Regions from separate parts of the Gossypium hirsutum genome. Here region 1 is linked to region 2. Evidence: chromatin contacts called from public Hi-C data. All regions are on one chromosome and are shown on one strand. The core of a region is the stretch at or near the end of the contact, and the rest is flanking DNA. Distances in the headings are between cores, read along the strand shown.

Region 1 (7,020 bases), core at 2,036-4,535, 140 kb before region 2:
AGGAAGAATTTGCTGCTGAGAATTTTGGGTTTTTGTAATCAAAGCATTTATGACATATTAACAAGGTCTAGATCTGGACTTGGTTGTTTTTTAACTTAGCTTTAAGCTCCAATTAAGTATTTGAATTTAATTTTTTAGTTCAAATTGGTATCTAAATTAAGTTTTTTATCACTTACCGTAAATGATTTATTTGAATCAATTTAAACTTTTAAATCAAATTTAGGTACTTAATTGTATAAAAAATTAAGTTTTTTGGTCACTTACCGTAAATGATTTATTTGAATCAATTTAAACTATTAAATCAGATTTAAGTACTTTATTGTATAAAAAGAAAAAAACTCTTTAAATACAAATTTGAACCTTAAAGCTAAATTTAGATACTAAAATGTATATGTATCTTTCAATTTTTTATAAAATTCAAGGATCAAATTCTAATTAACTGAGTTAATTTCTTAATTTTCGTAAACTAGATATATGAAAAATAAAATAAGTTGTTTTTTTTTAAGGAAAACCTTGCTTGATTCCAATTGCCTGCCCCCAATGCCATCAATATTTCATATGGTCCTTGTGCTTAGCCCTAATGCCACACCAAAATCTAGATACATGGTTGTCTCCAAGAAACACATGGCTCAAGACTTAATCAAGTTAAATTGCTTGACCTTGATTAAGCAATTCGTATTAAGTTCGACTTCATTCGTACTTAAGCTCTTTCTATATAATAAGAGAAAGAATATAATTTCACAATATAAAAACATATTAAAATATAAAAAAAACTCAAATTTGGTTTAACCGATTACTCAAGCTCGACTCATTAATTATCAATCTAGTTCTTAGGTTTTCGTTTTACAAATCGAACACAAATAACATTTTACGATTCGAACACGAATACCTCGCAAGCACCAATATCTCTTTTACACCCTTCATAATGATAATAAAAACACAGCATGTAAACAGGAAATATTTGGTGATACAACAATCAATGCATGTATAAGCAAGCATTTCTGAATTACACACTGTTTATATACCAAAGTGTATAAGCATTTATATTCATGCAGCTTCAAGCATCGGGCTGTTTGACTCCTTGTTCTTTGCCGGTAACCCAGAATTCTGAATTGCTGATCCGCTGCCCGGAGCATCATCTGCTAGTTTTAGATTCAACAAAACGTCAGCCAATGATTGATCAGTTCCTTCTGAATCACTAACTCCAGCTTCGGGATTTAGATCTTTAAGGTTTCCACTTCCGATTTCTAGCTCCAATTTCCTGAACTCCTCTTCAATATCTTCGTCCTCCATGTCCAGGGACGGAGCTGGTTCTTCAACAGTAAAAAAAGAACAGGTTAGACAAGAAGACAGTACGCAATAACTCGATGGAAATTAATTGCCATTTCACAATAACTACAAGGATGGCTAATAAATACTACCTAGAGCCTTTTCAACTTGCTTCTGTGAATCAATGCTCTCTTCGAGTTCTTCTAAACAAAGCTGAACTTCTTCAATGCTTATTTTATTCTCCTTTATCACTTGTGCTCCGATCTGGATTGCTTCAGTTACCTGCCATCGGGGAGTAATACATCAGCTTATTCACTATCTGCCAATTTTCTCGATATCTAAAACCGAAGTCAGAAGCTCAACTATGTCATGTTTATATCACGAAAAGAGAAGTTTTAAGTTGTAGTAGCTGACCTGTTTTGTTGATTCCGCATTTGCAATAACACTTAAGACCTCTTCCACTCTGTTAAGAAGTGAGTTACATTTCTCTCTATTCTCGGTGCCCAACTTCATCTCTTTTGCATGTCTCAAGGCCAATTTCTTGTTCCCAGACTTCAACAAGGCTAATGCTGACTGTCTTGACCTGCCAAATATAAACTCAACCACAAGACCGGTATATTTAGAGCTTAAAAACACTGAGCCATGCATATAAGATGCAAATGGTTTTAAAATCAATACATTTGTCTCGAAATATTCTCAGTTCAAAAAAGAGTTAAACTGAACTTCCGAACCAGTCAGCATAGTGCAACTGACTCTTGTCCTAAACCGATTAACCATTAACCATCTTCATATGCATTGACCATAATTCAGCAGATGAAATAAGACCAAAAAACTCAAAAGAAAGATTACATTTCCCAGCGCCGGTCGATCACATCGAGTTGTTGTTGAAGTTTTTCTTGAGTCCAAATGAGGTGGAGAGTGTCAAAATCTAAACTCGAGACACCAGAAACCACAGCTGACGAAAGGGAAACTTTTATACCCTGCAATAAATCAGATTACTTGCAATAACAAAAAATTTGCAAAGACTTTATAACTCAAGCCAGTTTATCGGCACAAAAAGTAGCACACACCTCGATTAGTTCTTTCTTGGTGGTGGAGAGATATCGACCTTTCCTGCACCCTGACAAGTAACTCAACACAGCATAACCTTCCTTTTGTCCTCCACACATACTCTCGAACTTGTTCCTCGTAACAACGCAATATGAATTCCAGTGACTTTCGGACAAACACTTAATCACTTCATCAGCTTTCTCCTAAGAACAATTAGATTAAAACAGTTCAAATATTCCAATTTTTAGTTCATGAAATAGTACTTTTCACAAACATGTTGCAAACCTTCAACAATGTTGTAAGAATCAGACAATCTTCAAGAAGGATACTTTCAGGAGACATTGTTGATCTGTTCATCAAGCTTTTCACTTTATAAAATAATTGAGTTATTCTCCCACTATAAGGACCCACCATGTCCGAAATTCGAGTTATTTCACCTTCATTATACATAATAAACTGAAATTTTCATCAAAATAATAAAACCCAAAAATTCCATAAAACAAAACAATCAAATTAACCCATAATTTAGCTCACCAATACGTGATCAATGCACAAAGGAGTTAAGCCTCCTCTATTAAACCACTCATTTTTCACCTACAAAACAATTTATAGGCAAAACGAAATAAAGACCAATTTTATAAGTTAAAAATAAGTAGAAAATTGAAAACCTGGGGAGGGGAAATGATGAAGACACCAAAGTGGCGGGCGATTTTTACGATCAAATTTTTCCAGAACTGGAATTTGGGTTCCCAATCGGATTTTTGACCGCTAAAAGCTTTAAAACGGGCCGTTGCGATTAATTCATAGTCCCAATCAGGTACTTCTTTTCTTATGAATTCCTTCACTGATTTCGAATCCATTTTTCTTCTGAAAATGGAAAAATTCAATTGACCTCCCGCTCAACCCAAATGCTTCCGTTAGGTTTTTGCAATTTTCTCGAGAAATTTACTAGGAAAAATTAAAAAGGAAAATTCAAATGCGATTTGGATTGTGAAGCGGATCAAAACTTGGATCCAAGCCCAATTGAAATCTTTCACGGCCTTTTTTTTTTTAACATTATTAGGGTATTTAGGTCTTTTAAATGAGAGAAATTAATTATTTTAAAATGTTACTAGCTGGGGTTACGTTAGGGTCAAGTTTTCTTTTTTAAAAAAAAAACCCTTTACCTATTTTATCGGGCTCAACTTGAAAAAAAAAACCTATTTTACGATTTTTAAAAATTAATAAATTTATTAAAATTATTTTTAATATTAATATTTTATATAATTTTATAATTAAATTTAATTTTAAAAATATTTTTTATCATTTAAATTAAATTCAAATTAGCCCAAAACATAAAAATTTTGTCCCAATTAGATCGGGCGAGCTGTGGAGCCATGAACAGGTATATTCCTCCCCAAAACCAGTAAATTAATCTCTATTTTAATTTATGAGAAGTTGATGCTTGTATTTTACGAAAATAAAAAAGTTTTTAAGAAAAATAAAAAAAATTATCTTTATTTTAATTTATCAAAAATAGATACTTAATACTTTACAAAAATTAATCTTTTTATGTTATTCTTTTTCTAATCCCCGTGTTAATATTGTGATGGTAAAAAAATTGAGTAATATTTTTTTTAGGATGTCACGATCACAAAATGTAACATATTTACAAATATATATATATATTCAATCAGTTAAAATATAAAATTAAATTAATACAAGAAATAGCAAAAACTCACATCCATATATCACAATTAAGTACTACATCAATTTAAGATATGAGCTATCTTATAAACTTATTTTGATTAAATGTAATTTCTTCATCAATTATGTAGGGTTAATTTTTGTGATGTTATTTGTTGAGATTGTTGTTGGTTTTTTTTTTATGTGATGCTCCAATTTGTTAAACTATAGGAGTAAATTTGATTATTAAACTCACTTCTCCTTTTTTTTTTTTAAGTATAATGATAAATTTAGTTTCGAATATTTATATTTAGCCTTTATTCTTATTTAAGTTAAATTTAACCCTCAATCTTTTATAAAAAGTAGAAATTGACCATTAACTTTTTAAAAAAGAGCTCAATTGTTATTTTTTTAATGACAAAAAACATGGTAGCCCATACGGCAATCCACGTGTTCTTTATACTATTTTTTTGAATTCTTTTTATATTTTTAAAATTTTATTTTAAAATATTTTTATAATTTTAAAATTATTTATTAACGTGACATATAAAACAAATAGTGTCATATTAGCATGAAGTGTGCAGGTTCCTATGCCTACATCGTTAAAGGAATTAATGTTTTATTCATGATTTTAATTCTTTTTGAAAAGTTAATAGTAACATTTATTTCAAAAAAATTAAATGTCAAATTGATAAAAGATATAAACATATTCAAAAGTGTGATTATATTTTTAAATTGTATAGATACTTATTTACTTAATTGTTGTGAATAAAAATATTCCTAATTTATTTTTTGTTCAATAATGAACAACCAATTTAATGTGAATCATTAAATAGACTTTTTGAATACTTAGCTATTAAGGAATAACGAAAAATACCTTTGAAACTTCCACCACAAAAACAAAACTAAATCAATTTCTAATTAACTTGAAGGACATGATCAGCTGTAGATGTCAAAACCCACCACTTTCCTCTGCTCCTTATTAAATAATATCAATATTTATTGCATTAATAAATTTTAATATATATATATTCATTCAAGATGGTAAATTGTGATTAAAACACATCACACAAACCTTAAACCAAATGTTAATCAACTCATGAGTGATGCATTATCAACATTTTTTTAAACAATTTTAATTTAAAAATAAGTGAAATAAATAGATATTTATGAACATAATAACTACTCAATTTGTATGGTGTTTTTGAGTCGGTGATTTTAGTTATGGAAGAAGTACACTAAGTTAAAAGGTCATTAAAGATACAAAACCTACAATTACTTTTTTCTTTTTCGTACAAGGCACAAATATATTTATTAGAAATTAACCTAAAAATATATTCCAGGTATGACATGACAAGTCATAGTAAACCCCACTAAAATACACAAATTAAAAGTTTGAACTAAACATTACACACAAGTCAAGCTTTTCAATTGTTGGAGCTTTTACGACCTTCAGCTATTTTCTTTTCCTTTTTTTTCCCTAAATTGGTCCTCAAATTTGATAAAATTGTTTTGTAACCCCTTCAAACAAAATATAAATTAGTATAATGGTAAATTTTGATTTTAACCCTTCCAAAATTTTATGTTTTATCTTGGACCCCTTTAAAGCAATTTTTTGACTTAACCTAAGATATAATATTGGAGAGGGGGAAGGGCATGATAGGGCATAGGGCAGGGGCAAGTAGTAGCATTGGCCCCAAAAATGGTCAAGTTGCTTTGTAGCCCTTTGATAATTTAAAAAAAAAAAACACAAGATAGTATAATGGTAAATTTGTATTTTAACCTCTCCAAAAATTGATGATTCATCTCTAATCCCCTTAAGGTAATTTTCTGGCTTTATCTCAATTACAATATTGGGGAAGGGGAAGGTGCCATATAGAAGCTTTAACCTCTGTTATAAGCAAATCTTTGCCCCTTTACCTCTTAGAAACAATAGTGATTGACATGAATGATTTATTGATTTTTAGATAGTTGATCTCTCTTTAAGTTACTACATTGGCCTTCATGCATCAAGGCATGCAACCTATGTGAAAGCTCAGTGTTCGATTGTTGAGAGGCTTGCGAACTTTTTAATGATGCACCATTGAAACAATGGGAAGAAATTCATGGCAGTTAGGATTGTAAAACATGCAATGGAGATCATTTATCTCCTCACCGAACAAAACCTAATTCAAGTCATTGTCGGTTCTATTGTAAACATGTAAGTCTCTCAACTCTCAATGACCTTAAGAACTTTTCTCAATTATGGTTCATTTCATCACTTAATGCTATAACATTTCATGTTATAATAATTGACCTTGTGAAGATGCCACCCGTATCAGCTCAGTTAATGTTGTTAGGTGTCAGGCTATTGATATTTTGCCTAATCGTTGTGTGAAGCAAGCCATCTATATAATAACCACTAGTGCTCATGAATCTGCATTCAAGAATATTAAAACCATGGCCAAATGTTTGGCTGATGAGCTTATTAACGCTGCTAAGGGATCATCCAACAGGTACTAAATGAGGGTCTTCTTAAATTTTGTCTCATGTTTTTTTATATGCTAATGTCAAATTACTCTCATTTGGTGTAGTTATGCCATTAAGAAGAAGATGAAATTGAAAGAGTTGCCAAGGCCTACCGTTGATGAAGGATATTGGAAGAAATAAATTACACCATGTAATTGGAGATATTTGTTTTTTTTTTTTCAATCAATCTTTTACAATAAGATCCTTGTTTTGGGTTTGTTATTCTATAGTTAAAATGAGAGAGATTTAATCAATTTTATTTTAAATATTTTCATAAACTTTTAATTTTTTTGTCTATTTAATATTTAGTTTTTTTTTACCAGAGTTTAATATTTAGTTAATCAATTTTATTTTAAGCATTATTTTAATCAATTTCAGTTTCTCCTCATATATAACATTCAATTTTAATATTATAAATTGAGAGACGAAGATAATGTTACACTATAACATACCCTCGCTATGCTTTGAGAAATTAGATTAAAATTTTAAATAATATTTATAATAATTATATTATATAAAAATATAATG
Region 2 (6,922 bases), core at 2,604-5,103:
ATGTTGTTTTACCTTTTCTTTTTCAACTTAACATTATAGTTTACTTCCTTAGATAGTTCCGGAACGTGTATATTATTTAAAAATTAAGAGAAATTATTATTATCAATAATAAGTAATAATTAAAGATACATTATTTAAAAACTAATTAAAAATTAAATACATAAATTTACATGTAACGCATATAACATTATAAACTCATTTAGCCCACCCATATTTTTTATTCAATATTTAAACTTATATATATTTACTGCCATTATATAAACTTTTTTTTTAAAAATTTCTAAACATAAATAACTTAACATATTTTTTAATATTTATGTTATAGTATTGTATATTTAATTTAATACGATATAAATTACTTGATATATAATATAAAAAAATGTCATATTATAAAATTGAAAACATGTTGAACTCTAGCTTCAATATTTAAAGTTCGAACCTAACACACATTTTAAATAAACTTAACTTTTTTAAAAAAACATATTTTGTTCAAATCGTTCTAAATTTTGAGTAAAACTTCAAGTTTAGATAAATAATTTATCCCTTGAACAAGTTTAATTCCAACCAGTATGGCCAAAATCGGGTGAAAAAAACTATTACAATCAATACAAATCAAAATTTTCATTGCCACAAAAAAGAGAGTTTGATGGTCCATTTTACCACTAAAATGATGCAGAATAGTTGGTAGTATTAGAGCTAATGCGGAATTGACTACCTTGAAATATGTATCAAGTTGTAACTTTGCTTATTAATTGGTTGGAACATATATCCTTAGTTTGACTATTTGCACCACCAGCCCTCTGCCTTGTGTCATGTATTATTGTTGGAGTTAGTAGCTATTTATTTAACATGTCTTATATGCCATCCAGTTGCTTACGACGTTTGAGTCTTCTGGATTGTTGATTCTTTCGGATTTAGGATTTGATATGATGGATTGTTTTTAATAATTTAAAAATGTTTAATAAATTTTAATTTTTTAAATAATTTTTAAAGTGTTTACATTGATAAAAAGGTTAACTTGAAGTCTGAATTTGATTACAATTTTTTTTTAGAAATAAAATTTAGTACTAAATTAAAATTTCAAAAGGACTAAGCTCCATTAGTCACTACGTGCATTGCCTGTTGAATATTCTCTTCCAACAAACTTCTCAAGTATGACGGAGATCAATAAAAACAATCAAATGACTAATTCCACCTTCGGCCTCCTTAGCGATGGAATCAACAACCTTATTGATGTCCATCAAAATGTATTGAAATTTCACTTTCTAATCCTTAGAACACCAGTCATGAATCATTCTAACTTCACCAATCTTGCTAATCGCTACTAATCCATTTCGCAGAGTATTAATTAAAAAAACATTATCACTTTCTAATTCCACTTATCTAAAGCCTAGCATTCAAGCTAATTTCAATCCTTTGATCACTACTAGTGCCTCACCCTAAAATATGTTAGTCATACCCATCTCCATTTCCAAAATCCACCAACCAACCTCCATTTGGTCCTCTTATCACTCTACCAATTGACACCCTTATTCCATTCATTAACACCGAACCATCCACATTAACTTTGACCCATCCATTAGTTGGAAACTGCCACCTTTTCCTCGCCATGGACGTACATGCCCATTACTCAATAAGACCCTTGACTTTTAAAGACTTTGGCAATAAAAAAAATCATATTTTGACTTGAAATTTTGTTTGATCAAAGTTAATCTTTGAACTTAATAATTATTTTCACATTGGAGTCTGAATTGTTTCCATATCAAGGTTTCAATTTGACAATTGTTCCCATATTGAGACCTGAACTTTAGTCTCGAATAAGAAAAAATTCAAGCTCCAATGTCGGAACAACACCCAAATTCAAGATTAACTTGAAAAAGAAATTCAAACCCCAATATCAAAATAGTAGTCAAATTTAGGTCCGAAAAATTATTTAGCCCACTTTTAAAGGAATTTTTTTTCTTTAACAATTATAAACTAAAACTAAGCGGTTGGTGAGTGTTTGCTACTGTTTTGTTGAACAATCCAGAAATGAAACAAATGTGAAATAATAATTGATGTATTAAGGAATGCATGTGGACTGATAATAATACCATATGAGAGAGGGACCATTTTATGTAGTACTATTTAGCCATTAATGAAGACTTTTTCTTTTTCGTACACTGTCAATATTTCATTTTCACGTCTTTCATTTATACTATAAATCAGTGAGCTAGAGCTTGCGAGTTATTATATTTTATGTATTTTGAGTTTGAATTTCGGGAATAATTTAAAAAATATTACAAGAGTTTTACTTACATTTAGGGTTTTTAATTTGATTTAATTTTGAATTTGGTTAAAACTTAATGTGATGATTAGATATTTAAAAATCTATGGAAACTTTTAATTTTATAAATGAGTTGAGATTTTTTCACGTGTCTTTAAATTGTATCTGCTTGTGTATTATACTCGTATATAAGGGTTAACTCCGTCATATATCCTTAAACTATAATTCCATGTTTTAAACCTGCCACAAACTTTAAATCATTCTGATATTGTTCTCAAAATATCAGTATTTTATTAATCAAGTCCTTTCGATAATCTAAATATCAACTAGGGTATTAAATAGTAATCAAGATGTATATAGAGCATATTTAAACACTTGAATCAAATTTTAAACATATTTATACATATTACATGGATAGTCAAATTTAATATTTCTTTAGAAAATGCTTTTTAAAATTTTAATGAAATTTAATTAAAAAAATTAAATTTAAGTTCATATTTTCTTAGTACATTGTAGGGATGAACAAGAAAAATCGAAAAATGAAAAACCGATTTGAAATCAAGTATGGGGACAATTTACGAAATACAATATATATAAAGAAATTATAGTTAATTTTATTTTTCATTATGTAAAAAATATTTCTATTTAAAATAATGACAATAATTTACAAATTCTATACAAAATTTTAAAAAAAATTAACATATAAGATTGATTATTTTTATTTGTTGACTTTTTTAGAAATGTTTATAAAAGATAATTTTAAAAAATTTAATTTTTAAATTAATATAAAAATTAAAAAATTAAATTGAATTATTATCAATTATTCGGAAATTTAAAAAAATTTAAGATAAATTTAAATGAATGATACAATTACTTATAGTTAATAAAAAGAAAAATAATAATAAAATTAAATACTGTAATATAAAATAAAAAATAAATTAAACACACCACACTTACCTAAATGATTGGTTTTGAAACTGGCTAACGATGAGACTCAGTCTTTGATTGTTTGATTCCTTCGTAATGGCTGGTGAGTCGCGACTCGTGACTGATTCGTGTGACGGAGCAACAGGTCGAAATCGAACACACTTAGCAGCAGCAAAGGAACTTGTCTGAGGCCACGTGTTCTAGACTCAGTGGTGTGGGACACTCCCCCTCTTCATCTGATTCGCTACGTCATCTGTCCTAATGTTGCCGCGTGTACATCTTAATCATTTTTAAATAAATGATCAAAAGAGTCATTGAGTGAGCATAATAAAATATTTTAGGGTAAATTATACTCAAGGTCACTAAACTATTAGTATACTTACATTTTAGTCACTTAACTTCATAAACTTACAAAATAATCACTGAACTATTCAAAAAATTTTATTTAAGTCATTAGAATAGTAAGTGTTTTTCTTAAAGTACAACTAGAGAGTTTTAAATGAAATTTTTTGAATAATTTAATGACTAATTTGTAATATTTTAAAATTTAGTGACTAAAATATAAATTTATTAATAATTTAATGAGTTTGGTATAATTTAACAAGTTTCAAAGTCATTTTGCAAGTATAAATTGCGTGGTGGAAGAAGAGGGGATTTGAATTTCACCCTTTTTATTATCTTATCATGAAAAAACAAACAAATTGATTCACAGAAAAGCCTTTAAATCACCATAACTTAGTGGGATCCGTGCTTTTATTATGTATTCTCTCTTTCTCTGTCTAATCAATACTTACTTTTAGTTCATACCCAAAAACACTTTACCTTCTTTTCATTTCCTTTTAGTTTCTTCTTCTTCGTCTGTAGAATTCCAGTAAAAAAAATGGCATCAGATGAAAGCATGACGGTTGTTTCATCTATCCATGATGATGAATATGATGATATTGATGTTGGGTTTCATCCACATAATTTATCCAGGCTTTCTATGTGTAATAGTTCCATGTATACTAATGAAGACGACGACGACGATGATGATATGGGGATGTATATGTCAAGGTTATCGATCGAAAGCTTCGATGCAGACGTTGACGAGGAGTTCACCGTCAAGGAACTTTCATCGGATTCCGACGGCGAACCTAGTTGTTACTCTCTTCCCGCCACGCCCCCTCGTCGGAGGAGTAGACCCAGGGCGGCGGTGGTCAAGGATTACGCTAGTGAAAACGAAGCTCAGAGACCGAGAGGGCGGCGGAGCAAGGATTTGAGGAAGAGGAGAGTTATAAAGGGAAGATGGATTGATAAAGAAATGGGTTGTAAACATGAAGGGAAGAACAAAAGTGGGTTGTACTACAATTACAGCCATAGCAATTACAGTGGGAGTTTTAGTGGTGAAAGTGAAGGGGGTGTAGTGGTGATTACGAGACCTAAAGGTGGAAAACGATCGTTGTGTATGGATATGGAGGAAGTGAAGGCATGTAGGGACTTAGGGTTGGAATTGGAGATGCCTGGTCGTGTTTCATTATCAGGTTCCGCCATTGATAATACTAGTAGTGGTGGTAATTCCCCCATTGCTAATTGGTGTATCTCTAGCCCTGGTTAGTGTTGTCTTTTTTTTTGTTATGTAAAAAGGGTTAGTATGTTGAGTTTATTTGATGGGATATGGGTTTGGTTTTGCAGGTGATGATCCTAGAGATGTCAAGGCTCGGTTGAAAGTTTGGGCACAAGCAGTGGCTCTTGCATCCACTTCCAGGCATTGTAGTTGACACTTCACTACAAATTTTGGTTCCAAGTTTTGTACTTTTTTGGTGGAATGTATGTGGTATGGTTCTTCGCAGGTTTGTTTTGAAACATTTCTATCGAGGTAGTGAAAGTAAGATTGTATTTTTGTTGATTTTACTTTAAAATGGGATAAATTAAAGAGTAAATTATTATTTTTTTAAATTTTATTTATTTATATTGTTAAAAATTGATTTAGTTGATAGAATAATTAATTGTGTTATATGTATTTTTAAGTTTCCTGTTGGATTGTTGGGGTTTGGCATTAGAGAGATGCATGTACCCATTTTTTTATTACTTTGTGTATAGGGTTTAGGGCTTGTAAATTTAACAGGATGGGCTTAAATTAAACTTTGTGAAAGCAGTAATTTTCCCAGTTTCATGTATTCTTTGCTGATCTGTTTTATGTTTTCAATGTTTTGAGATTACTTTTAATATTTGGTATAATGAATGTATTTGTTTTTACAATTCATAAAAAATGATATTTTTTCAAGGTTTATAATTGTCACTTTTTCTGAAAGTGCAGTTTGCATTTGAAATTTGATTGAATATGTTGTAATGAAACAAATTCAAATTTCCCCCACAATTCACAAATGTTCCAAAATGATGATTTGTTTATATAATCCAAGAGCAATAAAACAAGGCCTGGGTCATATGTTCATCATTAGGTTAAGAAAGAACCGTAATTTCAATGGCATATGCCAAGAATATGAACAATGCATAAACATGATTGAGTATAGCCATTCAAAGGCATCAACAATGGCAACCACAGGATAGCTTAAAGAGCAATTTTGAAATGTTATAAGGCAAAAGATCCAACATATCTACTTAGGACGTTGACTTGGAAGTTATAAACTTATTGGCAATTGTTCAAACTCAATTACGGTAAAAATACCATAGAGACCCCTACACTAATAACCCTATTGCATTTTACCCCTTAACTCAAACAATGAGCAAATTAACCATTTTATGTTAGATTAAAGAACAAATTGATTCCCTTTGTTAAAAATTTCATTTATTTTTACAGTTAAAAATTGACGTGATCGACAAAATAACCATAAACTTACATGCAAAGTGCCATTGTACCTCATTCTAACATACAAAGATCAGTTTTTAACAATAGAAACAAGTTATTCTTTAATCTAATGTACAGGGACTAATTTACCCATTTTTGTGAGGGAATAAAATGTAATCCAACTCTTAGTACAAAAGCCTTTATGGTCAATGGTTCATTTGGAGCCACAAAAAAGCAAATTATATATATATTTTGCTCATTGGAATGCTCAGATATCAAAGGTCTATGGAGGCATTTATTGCTTATTATCAAATCATATGAATGTTACAGTTTCCACAAATTCTCAATTACGGAAAAGAATAATTATGAAGCCATAGAGGCCTCAACAATGAGTCAATGAGAATTTCCCATTCACTTGAGGATAACGTCATGACAAGTTTTGTCGCAAGGGTACGGACAATCGATAGCTTTAACGGCTGTTCGGTCAAAGAACCAATCTCCGACCGACACTGCAATTCCCTGCATGGATAACGGAATCGAAATAAAGTGATATAAAATCAGAGCCTCGCATGCAGAGAGCCTTAGCAAGTATTTTGATCATGAAGTTTGATATTAAATAGTCCTATGGAGTTTTATGTTCAACACACCGCATTAATGATTCTATGCTCGAATATAGATGGGACGTACCTTGTTTCCAATACGAGGAGAATCATTCTCGTACCAAGTATCTTGTCTCTCTGACTGGCAGTGAGCGAAACAAGAATTTATGAATAAACCATTTTGATTGGACTCGGAGAATATTTTTACGGCATTGAGCATTTGGTTCCTAAAGTCTGTTTCGATGTTAGAAAGAAGAGAAAAAGAGAGGTTGAAGGCAAAACTTGAAACATAACATAGCAGGAAACAAAACTCGAAAATGACCTTGAAAAAACTGAATCTGCGAT

What was found. A called contact is a pair of places that touch in the nucleus more often than the background predicts.
Region 1: a Hi-C map of leaf shows a contact between it and region 2, with 6 times the contacts expected there. The contact joins the promoter of LOC107922970 here to the promoter of LOC107922998 in region 2. A contact is called at or near these places in 21 of 34 Hi-C or Micro-C datasets (anther, callus, fibers and 5 more).

The regions. Positions count from the first base shown.
Region 1 is chrA12:83,474,815-83,481,834 of Gossypium_hirsutum_v2.1, reverse strand. LOC107922970 (charged multivesicular body protein 7) reads right to left here and starts at 3,285. Exons shown (of 8, transcript XM_016853174.2): 1 at 2,988-3,285; 2 at 2,854-2,913; 3 at 2,605-2,775; 4 at 2,340-2,522; 5 at 2,119-2,249; 6 at 1,684-1,852; 7 at 1,422-1,551; 8 at 780-1,313. The coding sequence starts at 3,179. The coding sequence ends at 1,048.
Region 2 is chrA12:83,332,227-83,339,148 of Gossypium_hirsutum_v2.1, reverse strand. It overlaps LOC107922998, which reads left to right and starts at 3,853. Exons shown (of 2, transcript XM_016853201.2): 1 at 3,853-4,782; 2 at 4,865-5,339. The coding sequence starts at 4,074. The coding sequence ends at 4,950. LOC107922988 (pectin acetylesterase 3) reads right to left here. Exons shown (of 12, transcript XM_016853192.2): 10 at 6,900-6,922; 11 at 6,666-6,811; 12 at 6,252-6,497. The coding sequence ends at 6,390.